Linked DNA regions of Mus musculus: region 2 is linked to region 1. Evidence: chromatin contacts called from public Hi-C data. All regions are on one chromosome and are shown on one strand. The core of a region is the stretch at or near the end of the contact, and the rest is flanking DNA. Distances in the headings are between cores, read along the strand shown. Region 1 has its middle 34 kb from the start of Ptp4a2. Region 2 has its middle 23 kb from the start of Ldc1.

Evidence for each region. Hi-C and Micro-C count contacts between places; a contact is called where the count stands out from the background.
Region 2: a contact with region 1 is called in a Hi-C map of the G1E-ER4 cell line, with 2.8 times the contacts expected there. The contact joins two enhancer-like sites. A contact is called at or near these places in 3 of 15 datasets of contacts at CTCF or cohesin (the NIH/3T3 cell line and large pre-B cells), 25 of 484 Hi-C or Micro-C datasets (B cells, the C2C12 cell line, the G1E-ER4 cell line and 14 more), 7 of 115 datasets of contacts at active chromatin or transcription factors (T-cell acute lymphoblastic leukemia, astrocytes, craniofacial prominence and 4 more) and 1 of 9 other capture datasets (embryonic stem cells).

The regions. Positions count from the first base shown.
Region 1 is chr4:129,783,806-129,788,923 of GRCm38.p6, reverse strand. No RefSeq gene overlaps it. Among named protein-coding and RNA genes, the nearest start is that of Ptp4a2, 34 kb to the left of the region's middle. Within about 2 kb of position 2,958, at least 17 of the 459 cell types and tissues checked have an H3K27ac peak or open chromatin away from gene starts, as enhancers often do. A contact at or near this core is called in the G1E-ER4 cell line and cortical neurons, where this site is marked.
Region 2 is chr4:130,196,414-130,201,531 of GRCm38.p6, reverse strand. No RefSeq gene overlaps it. Among named protein-coding and RNA genes, the nearest start is that of Ldc1, 23 kb to the left of the region's middle. Within about 2 kb of position 2,426, at least 54 of the 459 cell types and tissues checked have an H3K27ac peak or open chromatin away from gene starts, as enhancers often do. A contact at or near this core is called in the G1E-ER4 cell line and cortical neurons, where this site is marked.

The DNA.
Region 1 (5,118 bases), core at 1,709-4,208:
CACGGTTTCCCAGAGTGAAAGAAACAGAAAGGGCGAGACACGCAGCTTCCACATTCCTCACGAGACTAATTACTTCTCCTCTCAGGCTCCAGGAGACTTCTTTTTGCTCATAAATCACCTCCAGACCAGTCCTCCTTAAACTTAAAATAGCCGACTGCTGTTTGTGTTTTTGTTTTGGGCGGCCAGGAGAAGACTTTAGGCTACACACAGTCACAACAAGGTTTACTGCTGAGCTCTCTCTCTGCTCATGAAACTGGGCTCAGTGATCCAGACACCCAAACATCCAATTACAAGCTTTGGACCCCGGTCCAAACACCTGGATTCACAGTGATGGATCCCTCCTCTGTAAGATGATAACAGCACCGATCAAAGACTCAGAGAGGTAAGGGTGGATGGGAGCTCCGAGGGCAGAGGAGCCATGTGGCCAGTGCAGAAAGGCGAGGCCCAAGGCTAGAACCAGTTCTCTGGTAGGGCCCAGCAATTACAAGAAAAAGAAGCCTAAAGGGACACACTTTTCCCTCTTATTACCTTTTCAACTCATTGGTATCAGGTTTTCAAAAGCGGCAAGGAACAAAGGAAAGTTCTAGAGCTCCATTCTAATGATCTCATCAGACTAGAGAAAATACACAGGCCTAAGGACAGTCACTGCATTAGTGTTGGTAGGAAGGAAAAACTGCAGGTGATTTAAATGTTCAACACTGTCCCTTGCTTTGTCTGTATCGTAAAATGTCACAGAGATAGGGAGGATGATTGGTGCAGTGGCACCCTCCTGTACATCCCACCTTAGAAAGGTAGAAGTGGGAGTTCAAGACCAGACTGTCCTTAGCTACACAATGAGATCAAGGCCAATGAGACCTTGCCTGAAAAAATAAAAATGAAACAAACAAACAAACAAAAGATATGGAGGAGAAAAAATACAGTATTTAATTTTTTAAGTATCATGCTGGGTGTGGTCTAAAGAGACAATTCAGTGGTTAAGAACAGTTGTTGCTCTTGCAAGGGACCTTGGTTCAGTTCCCAGCACCCACATGACAGCTCACAACTCTTCATAACTCTAGATTTAGGGGATCTGATGCCTTCTTCTGGCCTCTGTGGGCACCAGACACATATGTGGCATGCATACATACATACATACATGTATGAACATGGGACTCGTACTCAGTGGTTAAGAGCATTAGCTGTTCTTGCAGAAGACCCAGGTTTAATTTCTAGCACCAACATAGAAGCTCACAATTGTATATGATGCCCTCTATTGGCCTTAGCAGGGACCAGGCACACATGTGCTGCACATACATACATGCAGGCAGCAAATCACCCATACACATTTTTTTTTCTATGTAGCCCTGGCTGTCCTGGAACTCACTCTGTAGACCAGGCTGTCCTCGAACTCAGAAATCCGCCTGCCTCTGCCTCCCAAGTGCTGGGATTAAAGGCGTATGCCACCACCACCACCTGGCTCACATTTTTTAAAAACAAAAAACAGCCTGGCATGACAGTGCACACCTTTAATCCCAGTGCTTGGGAGGCAGAGGCAGGTGGATCTCTGATTTTGAGGCCAGCCTGGTCTACAGAGTGAGCTCCAGGAAATCCAAAACTACACAGAGAAACCCTGTCTCAAAAGAAATCAATACAAAACAAAATAACTCATACACATAAAATTAAAATAAATAGTTAGGCACGCCTTTAATCCCAGCACTCCAGAGAGAATGGCAGGCAGATTTCTCTGCGTTTGAGGCCAGCCTGGTCCACATAGCAAGTCCTAGGACAGCCAGGGCTATGTAGAGAGCTTGTGTCTCAAAAGCCAATAAATATTATAAATAGATAAACATTAATACAAATTAAAAAAAATATGTCAGGCGCTGGGAGTGGTGGCGCATGCCTTTGATCCCAGCACTCGGAAGGCAGAGGCAGGCGGATTTCTGAGTTCGAGGCCATCCTGGTCTACAAAGTGAGTTCCAGGACAGCCAGGGCTACACAGAGAAACCCTGTCTCGAAAAACCAAAAAAAAAAAAAAAAAAAAATGTCAGGCATAGAAGCACATCTTAGTTTCTGCACTCATGAGACAAAGGCAGGCAGATCTCTGTGCACTCCAAGACAGCTAGGTCTACATAGTGAGATCTAGATACTATATATATATATATATATATATATATATATATATATATATATGTGTGTGTGTGTGTGTGTGTGTGTGTGTGTGTGTATATATATATATATATATGCACACACACACACACACACACACACACACATACATAAATATGCTTTGTGTGTGCCCGTGCATGTCTGGTGGGGTGACGGGGCACCCACATGTCTCTGTATGCACGCAATAGTCACAGGATGACTTTCCAGACTGCACTTCTGTCTTCCACTGTACGGGTTCAGGGGATCAAACTCAGGACACCAGGTATGGCTTAAGCCATCTTGCCATCCCAGGCCACAGTATTTTTAAATAAAAATAAGCATGAACTGGAACTCAAGATGTTATGTTGTAGAACATAGCGTTTGTCTGAAAAAAAGATTTAAGGTAAAAAATGTAACATAACAAATAGCTTCCGGGCTGGAGAGATGGCTCAGCGGTTAAGAGCACCGACTGCTCTTCCAAAGGTCCTGAGTTCAAATCCCAGCAACCACATGGTGGCTCACAACCATCCGTAATGAGATCTGACGTCCTCTTCTGGTGCATCTGAAGACAGCTACCGTGTACTTAGATAAAATAATAAATAAATCTTTTTTAAAAAACAAAAAACAAAAAAAACAAAAAAAAAACCCAAATAGCTTCTTCCTGTTTTTACACTCTAGCCCCACCCAGCCTCGCAGAGCACCTGCCCTCCCAAACATTCATTTTTCTCTGTCTTTGGAGCTACTTGAGTAGAAAAAGAAGTATGAAGCATATATGTAAGACCTGTCCTGAGGCTTCTAATGTTAAAGATATTGACAGGGATAGAAACCCACAGCATAGTCTCCAAATGAAAAAGCAGGTTTCAAAAAGATAGTCAAACCCATGACTGGTGCGAGTCTCAGGTCACAACACATCAGGTGATTTTCTCTTCCGTGTATTTTCCCATATTGTTAGAAGGTTCTATAATGTACATGAAAAATATTACTAGCTGGGCGTGGTGGCGCATGCCTTTAATCCCAGCACTCGGGAGGCAGAGGCAGGTGGATTTCTGAGTTCGAGGCCAGCCTGGTCTACAAAGTGAGTTCCAGGACAGCCAGGGCTATACAGAGAAATCCTGTCTCAAAAAACCAAAAAAAAAAAAAAAAAGAAAGAAAAAAAAAAGAAAGAAAGAAAGAAAGAAAGAAAGAAAGAAAGAAAGAAAGAAAGAAAGAAAGAAAAATATTACTAAGGTATTTACATAGGGGGGCTAGATACCTTGATTTTATTTTCTCTTATGTTGTCCTTGTAGTGTGTTTAACCAGATTTCCTCTGATACATCATCACTCTTCTGGAATAGGAGAGTTTACTTGGTTGCCTAGTCATCTGGGAGGTTGCTTCAGGCAGTAACCTTTCTTACAGGGAAGAGTTTCCGTGAGCCTGGTGGAAACGCTAAATGGCTCACCAGTGCCCTCTAGTGGGAATAATATTTCAGTGCCATTTAGCTAAATAACTCCTGTATTCCAACAAGCCAAGGTTATCCTCAAAGGCTGATTTCCCGTTGACTGTCATCCCTGCAGTCTGAGCGCCTGATGCCAGCCAGCATCAGGAGATCAGAAACCAGCTCTCAGATAGATCATGGTCTTGCTTTACCTAGACTAAACCCAGTGGCTGCAAGCCAGTGTGAACATTATCTGCTAGAAAGCAGGGGCTCCTAGATGCTCTTTAATAACCATTAAGAGAAAAAAAAAAAAGACAGCTTTCTTGACTAGTAAAGAGGTCTGGTGGTCAGGGGTGTGGACAGTAGAAAGCAGGTTGCAAGAAGACACAGTCATTCTAATCATGAAATCGTTACCTTTGTGTGGACTGGAGAGATGGCTCAGTGGTTAAGAGCACAGGCTGCTCCTCCAGGTTCCCTGGAGGATTCCCAACACCCACATGCTGGCTCAGGATCACAATTCCAGGAGATCCGATACCCTATTCTGGGCTTTCTGGGTACCAGGCATGCATATAGTATACCACACACACATGCAGGCAAAGCATTTATATACACAAAATAAAGTACATTTTTTTGTTGTTGATGATGTTGTTTGTCTTTTGAGACAGGATCTCTCTATTCCATAGCTCTTTCCTGGAGTCAGAGCTATCTTATCTATGTAGACAAGGCTGGCCTCACACTCATAGAGATCCATCTGTCTCTGCCTTTTCCTCCCTGAGTTGCTTTGGTCATGGTGTTCTATCAGCACAATAGCAACCTTAACTAAGACAAATAAAAATCTTGTTTCATTTTGTTTTGTTTTGTTTTTTTCAAGACAGGGTTTCTTTCTGTAGCCCTGGCTGTCCTGGAACTCACTCTGTAGACCAGGGTGGCCTCGAACTCAGAAATCTGCCTGCCTCTGCTTCCGGAGTGCTGGGATTAAAGGCGTGTGCCACAACCCCCAGCTTAGTTGTATTTTTTTTTTTAAGATTTATTTATTATTATATCTAAGTACATTGTAGCTGTTTTCAGACACACCAGAAGAGGGCGGCAGATCTCATTACTGATGGTTGTGAGCCACCATGTGGTTGCTGGGATTTGAACTCAGAACCTTCAGAAGAGCAGTCAGTGCTCTTAACCACTGAACCATCTCTCCAGCCCTAGTTGTAATTATTTCTATGTGTATAGGTGTTTTGCCTGCATGTGAGTCTGTGCTCCACAGGTATGCCTAGTGCCCACAGCAGCCAGAAGAGGTCATTGGATCTCCTAGAACTGGACTTCTAGATGTTTGTGAACCACTATGTGGGTGTTGAGAATTAAACCCAGATCCTCTTAACTGCTGAGCCATCTCTCCAGCACCTTTCAGCTTTATCTTAATCAGTTTGGAAATGGACTTGGGACTCCTGCCAAATAGATGAGAAGCCTGGAAGTTTAGTTTGGTTTGCTTTTTTTTTGGGGGGGGGGGTTACTGGGAATCAAACTCAGAACCCGATGCTTGCTATCTATCACTGAGCTGAGCCCCAGCCCTCTTTTCACATTTTCT
Region 2 (5,118 bases), core at 1,177-3,676, 410 kb before region 1:
GGGGAGTGCTGCAGTGGCTGCTCTTCTAGAGGAGTTCAATTCTCAGCAACCACATGGTGGCTCACAGCCATCTGTAACGGGATCTGATGCCCTCTTCTGGTGTGCATGAAAACAGAGCACTTGTACACATAAAAATATGTAAACTAATCTTTAAAATGAGGAGGAGGAGGGAGAGGAGGAGGAGGAAGAGGAGGAGGAGGAAGAGGAGGAGGAAGAGGAGGAGGAGGAGGAGGAGGAGGAGGAGGAGGAGGAGGAGGAGGAGGAGGGATGGGTGTAGGGCCAGAGGGCTGTGCCATCAGACAGAAGAACTAGTCAGATCAAGCAGGCTCAAATCCTGGGGAATCTCAGAATTGAGACAGGCAGGCATGGAGCCAGCTCCCTGCCAAGTTCTACTTGTTCAGAACAGGTAACCATGACCCCCCATGGAGAGGGCCATGACAACCAGTCCCACAGGGACAACACCTGAAGTCCTTCCCCATGCAAATAGAGCATCCCTAGTATCTCAGACTGAGCTATTGGGAAGCATTTACTCCCGGTTCACACCCTCCTCCCAAAATGTTTATCATGTCCCCATCTACATGGAATAAAGTGCACGAGTTATTTCACCAAGAGTCATCGGAGAGTATCTGTTTTACTGAGCTGTGACACACTGGATCAGTTTTCTCTCCGGAAGCATTCTGAAGCCTTCATTGCTGGACCTTGGATCTGCCTGCAAGCTGGGCTCAGTGCTCCTGACCGCCACTGCTGGCGCTCCCTGGGCCGGGTGCTACTTCTCGCCTTTCTCGCTGTCCATCGTACTTCCTGCCTCTGGCTTGCCTCACAGCTCCTGCTGTGGTTCCGGACTGCATGCTACTCGCCACCTTCCACCACTGCTGCCTCTGGCACTGGCGCTGCTGGATGGTAGCAGTAGCGGGAGAGACCCAGGCTACTTGCACAGGCTTTCATGCCAGACCAGAGCCCCTTGGAACCTTTCGTTCAGGCTAGACCAGAGATCCTCGAAATTCATCCCTTCTGCTTCCTTGGAGAACGATAGAGAAAGATGCCTGGAGACCCCGTCACGGACTGCAATCGGCCTCCTCTGAGCAGCAGTAACACCGCCAGGCAGCCCGACAGATGGGTATAAGAGGAAGTAAAATCGGACTTCAAGCCGGGCATGGTGGTGCAAGCCTTTAATCCCAGCAAAGGCAGAGGCAGGCGGATTTCTGAGTTCGAGGCCAGCCTGGTCTACAAAGTGAGTTCCAGGACAGCCAGGGCTATACAAGAGAAACCCTATCTCGAAAAACAAAACAAAACAACAACAACAACAACAAAATCGGACTTCAAGGTTTAGGGCCAGGGCTGCCCTTTCATGGCTAGGGTGGGGAATGGGGGTTGGGTGGGTGGAAATCAAGGCTCTGCTTCAACAAGTTTGGAGGGCCCTACACCCTACAAGAACCAGTTTCTAAGGAGAGGTCAAGATGAGAGAACGAGAGGGGACAATATTGGGTGGCCTCCACAGTTCTGGGTCAAGGACATCAGCAGTAGAAAAAGAAGAAAAGGATGCTCGGCTGTATCCAAGGCTGCTGATGAAAGAAACGAGATGAGGTGAGGGAAAAAACAAGATGAGGCGGAGGCCACTGATGGGCTTCTGGGGTCCAAGGAGTGTGAGGGAGCCCAGCACGGACAGCTCCTCAGGGAGATGTACTGTAGCAGAAACGGAAGGGAAGGCTGCAGGAAGACGGGGACCAAAGGAAGAGGGAGGGTTCATTTTAGGGTGAGAAATCATGCTCTGAATTCCAAGAGCAAAATCCGTCAAGGAAGAGAAAGAAGGCTTAGAAGCCAGGCGGGAAGCGGGTTAGCCCTCAAGCCAAGCAGGGCAGGGTGGAGGGCGAGTGATGCATCGAAGCCTGTGTAGAGCACTGGAGCCAGCAGGCTGAATTTTCCTCAGATTCGCTTCCCAGTGATTCAAGTACCAAGGCCATCACGAAGAGAAGAGGGCAGGAGGAGCTTCTTGTTCCCAGAAGGGAGCAGGCACACAGCCAGAACAAGGCTGGGAGAGGATTCGCCTGCGCACCGCTGCGGGTTGTGCAAGGACAGCTGGAGTCAGAGAGCTGTCGGTTTGTCCTCATCCGTGTCCTGCCGTGGGCACAGGTACAGAGTGGGTGGAGGTTGATGGAGGTACAAAGACTGGGAGATGCCTGACACTTGAGGTGGCCCGGGATCTCTGCAGATCCCGACTCCACCCACGACCCCGGAAGTCCTCGGGACTTTTTCCTACCCACATGTAGAAGCAGCTTTCCCTGGGTCCCCTCGCCAGTACGAAAGCCAGGGATTAAAGTCTACCGTCCTCGGTGGGTCCCACTCTTCAGCGAGGTCTGAGCACAGCAAACATGGCTCAGGATCAACCCAGGTGCTAGGTGCCCTGCTTAGTCTATGCTTCAGCCACGGTGCCTTTCTACCACCTACTGGCCGTGATCGGCATTGCGCCTGGGTTGAGCTCCCATTGGGTTTCTGAACTCCAGTTATCAAAGGCCAAATGAGTCTCCACCACCACCATCCCCGCCTCTCACCCGTCCCCGCCCCTTTAAACCTTCGTTTATTTTGTATGTGTGTGAGTGTGTTTCCAGGGGACACACTCTTGCCACGATGACCACGTGGCAACCAAAGGATAACTTCCAAGAGTTGGTTCCCTTCTCTTCCAACCTTTGTGGAGTTGTGGGGATCGAAATCCTGAAACCAGAATTGGTGGCAAGACACGTTGATCCATTGCAGCACCACCCCCCTTTCCTCTTTTTCTTTTGCAACCCCACCCCACACCTTCTGAGGCGCTAATAGTCTAGAGAGACGATTCTCAGTAGTCATTTGTCCTTGCCTACTTCATTCATTCATAATGCTTACTGAGCACTTACTCTTTGCCACATTGCCGTGGGCCCCAGGGTTAGTCAGGAAGGGAACAAGAGAGATCACAGCTCTTTTGCAAGGGCATCCTTGTGGGAGTGGAGGGAGACAGGAAGTAGATAAGGAGATAAACTAGAGAATGATAGAACGTGCTGGATGACGAAGGGAATTCAGGGAGTGCCCGAGAAGGTGACGCACAGATGGAATCAGAGGATACAGAAGACAGCTCATAGGCTGGGGAGGAGGCTGGCCCAGAAGCACTGACCAGAGAGGCTGACAGGTCTGGGCTGACCTAGGAGGTCAAAGAGGAGACGTGGAACTCATTAGCCTCCTGCCTCAGTCTCCTGACTGTTGGGGTTACCGGCATATACACGGCATCCACACAGCAATGGGAGCTTTGTAAAAAGAGGGAAATACCTGAAATTCTTATATAACTTCCCCCAAAGTTAGACGCTATTGTTGTCGTCAAACATCTTAGTTGCTTAAAGCTGATCTTCATTCAGACCCACTGGATCATCTCTGGGAGGTGAGACCAGGAGTCTGCGTGTTTAATAAGTAGTCTGGAAGGTTCTCCTTAAAACAAAATCCAAGGACTGGACAGGTGACTCAGCAGTTAAGACCCTATGTTGCTCTTGCAGGGACCTGAATTCAGATCCCAGAGCCCACATCAGGTGACTTACAAGTCTCCCTATAACTTCTACTCCAGGAACATCCTATTCTGACCTCTGCTGGCATCCCTATGCAGGTAGTACACACACACACACACACACACACACACACACACTCATACACATAAATAAAAAATCAAGCTTTAAAAAGTAAAATACTTAAACTCTACAGTGAAATTTAAAAATTTTAAACATTAATTTATATTTATTTGTTTACTTTGTCAGAGGTGAGGGACTAGGGGGTGGGGGAGTAAGGGGTGGGCACATACCATGGCATGCATGTGGCGATCAGAGGACAGCCTGGGAGAGTTGGCTCTCTCCTTCCATCCTGTGGCTTCAGGGAATCAAATTGAGGTCAGGTTTGGCAGCGAGTGCCTTTATCCACTGAGCCATCTTCCTAGTCCCCAGATCGGTTTTATGCTTAAATACAGCACAAATGCAAGAAACCACACTGATTAAAAGCCACCATAGAAGCCAGGCGGTGGTACCATATACCTTTAATTCCAGCACTCCAGAGGCAGAGGCAGGCAGATTTCAGAGTTTGAGGACAGCCTGGTCTACAGAGTGAGTTCCAGGACAGCCAGGGCTACATGGAGAAACTCTGTCTTGAAAAACCAAACCAAACCAAACCAAACCAAACCAAACCAAACCAAACCAAACCAAACCAAACCAAACACAAACAAACAAAGGCGCCATGGGAAGATGACTCAGTGGTTAAGGCACGCTCTTCCAGTGGCTCTGAGCTTGGTCTCCAGCTCCCGTCAGGCAGTTCACGGCTGCCTGTAATTCTAGCTCCAAAGGATCTAAGGCCCTTTATTGACCTCCAGGGATACCTGAAAATATTGAAGCAGACACACAAGCACATGCATACATGAATGCACACATGCACACACATGCTTAAAACAAAATCTTTTTTTAAAAAAATCTTTAAAATAAATAAATAAATAAATAAATAAATAAATAAAATACCGTGTAAAACAAGGCGCCGGGTAGTGGCTCATGTCTAAAGCCAAAGCCTGGCCACTACCATTTGCCGAAGAGGCTCTCCCTGTATTCCCCCCAGGTTCTCACCCCTGTCCCCAAAGAGAAAACATCACCCCAACTTCCTTTTTTTGGATATGGTTTTGGGTTTGTACAATTTCGATGTTTTCTTGCTGTGACAAAACAAAAGCGGCGTTGAGGAAGGGAGGGTTGTTCTGGCTCAGGGTTTGAGGCTATCGCCCATCACTTGCAGGGAAGGCGGGTGACAGGAACTCAAGACAGCTGGTCACAGGAACCGGAGGCAGAGAGATAAACTGCAGCTGCTCAGCTGGCTCGTGAGCATGAGAGCTAGCGCTCCCTCTCCCTCTCCCTCTCCCTCTCCCTCTCCCTCTCCCTCTCCCTCTCCCTCTCCCTCTCCCTCTCCCTCTCCCTCTCCCTCTCCCTCTCCCTCTCCCTCTCCCTCTCCCTCTCCCTCTCCCTCTCTCTCTCTCTGTTTTATTCAGTCTAGAACTCCAGCCAAGGCAATGGCGCACCCCATATTTAGGGTGAGTCTTCCCACCCTATTGAACCCAACTTAGAAACTCCCTTGAGG